Regions from separate parts of the Sus scrofa genome. Here region 1 is linked to region 2. The links are chromatin contacts, called in public HiChIP or PLAC-seq maps. All regions are on one chromosome and are shown on one strand. Each heading gives the region's core, a stretch centred on a gene start, on an enhancer-like site or on the middle of the called end of the contact. The rest is flanking DNA. Distances are from core to core; before and after follow the strand shown. Region 1 holds the start of CLCC1 (chloride channel CLIC-like protein 1). Region 2 holds the start of WDR47 (WD repeat-containing protein 47).

What was found. HiChIP or PLAC-seq counts read pairs in DNA pulled down with a chosen protein or histone mark.
Region 1: an H3K27ac HiChIP or PLAC-seq map of alveolar macrophages shows a contact between it and region 2. The contact joins the promoter of CLCC1 here to the promoter of WDR47 in region 2. A contact is called at or near these places in 1 of 47 Hi-C or Micro-C datasets (heart right ventricle) and 1 of 2 datasets of contacts at active chromatin or transcription factors (alveolar macrophages).

What each region holds. Positions count from the first base shown.
Region 1 is chr4:111,079,358-111,082,057 of Sscrofa11.1, forward strand. It overlaps CLCC1 (chloride channel CLIC-like protein 1), which reads left to right and starts at 1,291. Exons shown (of 11, transcript XM_005663605.3): 1 at 1,291-1,445.
Region 2 is chr4:111,004,926-111,007,625 of Sscrofa11.1, forward strand. It overlaps WDR47 (WD repeat-containing protein 47), which reads left to right and starts at 1,413. Exons shown (of 15, transcript XM_005663599.3): 1 at 1,413-2,208.

The DNA.
Region 1 (2,700 bases), core at 41-2,540, 74 kb after region 2:
ATATGCTCAAAATAATTGAAATCAGGGTCTCAAAGAGTATTTGTACACTGATGTTCACAGCAGCCTTATAATAGCCAAAAGGTACAAGCAACTGGAGTCCAACAGACAAACTGATAAACCGTGGTGTATAATACAATGGAGCATCATTCAGCCTTTAAAAAGGAAGGAAATTTTGATATGTGTTACAACATGGATGATCCTTAAGGATGTTATGCTAAATGAAATGTCAGTCACAAAAAAGACCAATTTTGTATGATTCCACTTACATGAGTTACCTAGAGTAGACAAATTCATAGAGATACAAAGCGTCTATGGCCGTTGCCAGTGGCTGGGGGCAGAAAGGAAATGATGAATTATTTAAGGTACATAGAGTTTCAGTTTTGCAGGATGAAAAGATTCATGGAGATGCATAGTGGTGATGATTGCACAACGATATTAATATACTTAATGAACTCTACACTGAAAATGGTAAGATGGTAAATTTTATGTCAGGTGTATTTTCTTTTTTCTTTTCTTTTTTTTTTTTTTTTTTTGCTTTTTAGGGCCGCACTCACGGCATAGGGAGGTTCCCAGGCTAGGGGTCTAATCGGAGCTACAGATGGCAGCCACAGCCACAGCCACAACAACGCAGGATCCGAGCCGCGTCTGCGACCTACACCACAACTCACTAAAACGTCGGATCCTTAACTCACTGAGCGAGGCCAGGGACTGAACCTGCAACCTCATGGTTCCTTGTCGGATTCGTTTCCGCTGGGCCACGACGGGAACTCCTTGTATTTTAATTTTTAAAAACTGTAATAAGCAACATGCACACTCAAGTGCACTGCTTTATATACTTTTAAATTTGATTCCAGTAACTTTTGCGTACACCTTTTATTTTCTCCTAGTGTGTAAAACTCATTTCCTCTTTGGAGAATTTTCTAAGCTTGCAAGGCCAGTACGTAAAGATAAAAATCAAAAGGAAACTTACTACTTCCAACGACCACGCAGTGTGCACTCCTCCGCCCCCCCCCCCAGTACTCAATACTATAGGATACCATTATCACTCAACCCCATTTAAAAAATTCTCCAAAAAATACTCCAAATAGATTTCTGGGCTTTTTTTTTTTGCAAATGTTACACATTCGAAAACTTATAAAATAAACTGATACTAAGAAAATACGTTTCGTACTCCTTTTATGTGTTTGTCTTCCCTGTAAGATTTCACCTGCAGAGTTCAGCTGATGAGGATACAGAAAACAAGCCAGCCGGCCCCGCCCCCCTCGGCGGGCCAATCAGCCGCGCGCCCGGGAGGGACACACAGCTGCCGGCCGAGCGAGTCGATGAGGACGCGCTAGAGGCCCGGTGCCCGCAGAAGAGCTCTGCTCTGTTGGGGTCTGCTCGCTGCCTTTTGCGACGTGGGCACGTGTCTGTCTCCTTGGAGAGGCAGGCAGGCGACCTGGGACGTGAGTCGGGTGTGTTTGAGCGGCGGGCAGGTTGGAGTTCGGCCCCGGCGGGTCTCGCGGGCGGCGGCGCAGGGGAGGCCGAGGGTGTTGCCCCGGCCTGCGGGAGACCTCTGAGCACGGCGTCGACGGGGATGGCCGAGCGCCCGGTCTTATCTCCCCGGCCAGTCAGAGGTCTTATCTTTAGCGGTTCAAAGAGAGGCCTAGGGAAAGGGGCAAGGAGCGCAAAGCGAGACGCGGGCGAACGTTGAATTTTGTTGGCTTCAGTTATCTCTGAAAACTTTAAGCACAGTTTGAACAAATAGCGTCAGTAGAATGGCTTGGGTTTGGTTGTACCTAAGTTTTAAAAACTTAATTTGGATGTTAAAAGTTAGAGATGAATATTTATGAGTGGGCGGTGAAAAACAAGGACGATTTTCTCTGCGCTCGTGGTTATGGAGGTGCGGTCCCCAGACTAGCTTGACCGTCGTCATCGTCATCTAGGAACCGTTAGAAACGCACGTTCTTAAGTTTGCTCCAGGAAACTAGACAAAGGGACGCGAACAAAATTGCAAACTGCTGACTTATGCCGTGTTTCTGGGTTCAGGCAAAAGTTGACTCTATTCTCCAAATTAGTCTTGTTTTTCTCGTTTCACGTGTACGTTCATTGAAACCAGATACTTCTCATTTGTGCTGATTTCCACTCAGTGGCCAGCAGCCTCCTCGGAGATCTCTTTGTTGATAGCGGTCAAGCCTAGGAGCTGCTGTTAACTCACTCTTGGTGTTTCCCGCTTTGCAAGTGGGGCTCCCGTAGTTCCCCCTCTCCATCCTCTCAGAATAGCCCCTCAGGAGTTCCCGTCGTGGCGCAGTGGTTAACGAATCCGACTAGGAACCATGAGGTTGCGGGTTCGATCCCTGACCTCGCTGGGTGGGTTAAGGATCCGGCGTTGCTGTGAGCTGTGGTGTAGGTCACAGACGCGGCTCGGGTCTGGCGTTGCTGTGGCTCTGGCAGCTGTAGCCCCAACTGGACCCCTAGCCTAGGAACCTCCATATGCCGCCAGTGCGGCCCTAAAAAGACAAAACAAAAAAAAAAAAAGAATAGCCCCTCAGGGCCTCTTGCCCTGGAAAGGCAGTTTAGGTAGCGCCAGTCCGGGTTTGACCACCTGCTAGCTGATTGACTTTGGGCAAATTACTTCTTTTTCTAATCTGTAAAGTGAAGATAGCAAGAGTACTGCTTCCAAGAGTTCTTGGATTAAATGAATGCATGTAACAGCATTTG
Region 2 (2,700 bases), core at 163-2,662:
TTTTGGATGCAAGTATGGAGGATATAAGCATGGATAAAACCTCTTATCCCTTCTGCCTTGTCAGAATAAAGTTTATTTTCTTCAAGCTACAATTTCCAGTGGTTACACAATGAAGTAGAGTAGACAAAGAAGGTTTTAAGATTCAGAATGGTTGAAATCTTGGCTCTGCTGCCTATCAGCTGTTTGGTCTTAGGTGAATTATTTCCCTTAATCTCTAAGATGGTAATAATTAACAGGCATTTTAAGGGAGATCGTAAGGCTTAAATGAGAACATAGGCCAAGCACTTCATTTTCTACTTAATACCAAAACAAATCTAGTACCAGAAGGTCGGGTTCTTCCTTTTCCATAGCACTTTGCCCCAATAGGTGGTCAGGTATTTTTCAGCTTGTCCCTGATGAGTAACTCTTTCTCCACTCAATTGAAGATTTAAACTGAAGATTTATTTAAATGGTGCTGGTTTTTGCAGCAGCAATTGTTTGAAAATCAAGACTGAGAAGCAGGTTCTCAGGTAAACTATACTGGTAAAATAATTGATAAGACTATTTATTTCTAGGGTATATGATATCTGCCCACGTTTTCTTTTCATACATTCCGTAAAGTTTCTGTTGTTGTTGCTGTTGTTTTTAATATCAAGACCTTGGGGAGTTCCCGTCGTGGCGCAGTGGTTAACGAATCCAACTAGGAACCATGAGGTTGCGGGTTCGGTCCCTGCCCTTGCTCAGTGGGTTAAGGATCCGGGTTGCCGTGAGCTGTGGTGCAGGTCACAGACGCGGCTCGGATCCTGCGTTGCTGTGGCTCTGGCGTAGGCCGGTGGCTACAGCTCTGATTCGACCCCTAGCCTGGGAACCTCCATATGCCGCAGGAGCAGCCCAAAGAAATAGCAAAAAGACAAAAACAAACAAACAAAAAAACAAAACAAAACAAAAAAAACCAAGACCTTGGGTAACATGTATTTACATTTATTTTTCTGTCCCATATCACTTCTTCTTAATGAAGACTTTCTTCCAGGAGTTAATCAGGACCAGGCAATTGAAGTTTTGCGGTGAAATTGATTTCGATTGATTTGTAAATATTTTTTAGAACCCTTTCCTTAATGTATCACTTTTTTTTTTTAATCTTGAACTGGGCCAAATTTTTCCTTTCCAGAAATGTTTTTGATGTTTATTACCAGACTCCTTTACCCAGTCCCTTCTCTTTGGGAAGCCCAGCTCATTCTTTGCTTTTAGCCTTTGTGAGGACAGTGTTCTTAGAGGTTTGGGTCCTGTGTTCTTTCCTTAGTTCTACATGATTATATCCTTGAATGCTTAATTTATCTGTGTTGAACATCATACGTATATTTGTGGAATACTACTGCACCGATAGGATTGGAAGTAGTGAGGTTTGCTGCCGAAGGGCTTACAACCATAACGGGTAGTGAAAAGCAGTAAACATGTTAAATAACAACACAAACAAAAAAAGCTTCAAGGCAGATCGGCATACAAAATGAGAAATCAAGAATGGAGCCATCAAACTGCTGGAGTTTTCAGGGAGGAAGTGGGGCCTGGAAAAGCAGAGAGAGGAGAAGGCGGCGAGGTTTACTTTAATATCCTTTATTCATAGAGCATCAGGGAGGAGTCTCGAGTCAATTCCAACGCGCAGACGACTCTCATTTCGGAGGTTACAATCCTTTCCAGTCTATTTCGGGACGCGGGGCGCAGGGATCTGCGACCGAACGACAGGTCTCTCACGCAATCGCCGTGCCGGCTTTTCTCCGAGTCCAGCTTCTCCTTGGAGCGCTAGCTGGAAGCCGGTCCGCTAGGCGGGTCTCCACCCCGCCCCGGGCTTGGCCCCGAGCAGCCGACTCTCCCTTCGGCGCAGGCACCTGCCTGGCCGCCTCGCTCGGCGGGGTCCTGAGGCGCCTCGGGGAAGCGCGGCGATTGGCTGAGGCTCGGGGCTGGTGCTGGGCTCCGGCGCCGCTTGACAACCGCAGTCGGCTAGAGGCTGAGCTGAGCGGTCGCGGGGCCGGGAGGGGCAGACGGGAGGAAGGACGCACTGACGAGCTGATGGATTGACGCGCGGGTGGCAGGAGGCAGGACTGACGCGGAGCCCAGACCGCCGCCCTCGCGCTCTCTCTCTAGCCCAGAGCCGGCCGCTTCGGGGCCCCGTCCTCTGGACTCCTCGCCGCTTTCTCCTCCGCCACTTCTCCGGGCTTGTCCCGGAGCCCTCAGGTGAGCTACTCCGGGAGGCCGAGACGGGGTCGGGCCGCGCAGCACACCTCGGGTTGCCATGGTCACCCGTCGCTACCTGTCACCACCTGACAGCGCTGCGACCCAAGGGGCGGCATTGGCAGCCCCCGTAGAAGGGTCTTGGATAGGCTGGGGTGCTGACTGGGTGGGGACGGGGGTCCTGGCTGAGGCCCGGGCACCGACGGATGGGGACCTAGGCGCTGTCGGGCCCCGAGTGGAAGCCGGGGCTCCTGGACCACACCTTCCCCTCGATGTCAGCTCGGCTCTGGGGGCCGAACGACGCCCTCGCCCTGGGACCGTCTCCCCCTGAGCAGTAAACCAGCGCAGGGTTGGTCCCCACCTCGCCGCCGCCACCGCCGCTGCTGCTGCTCCTGCTGCGGGGCGGGAGGCGGCTGACTGCGCTGATTTTTTTCTTCCCGGCCCCTCTGCCGAGCCCGGGCGACGAGCGACAGCGCGCTCGCGTCCCTTTCTGGG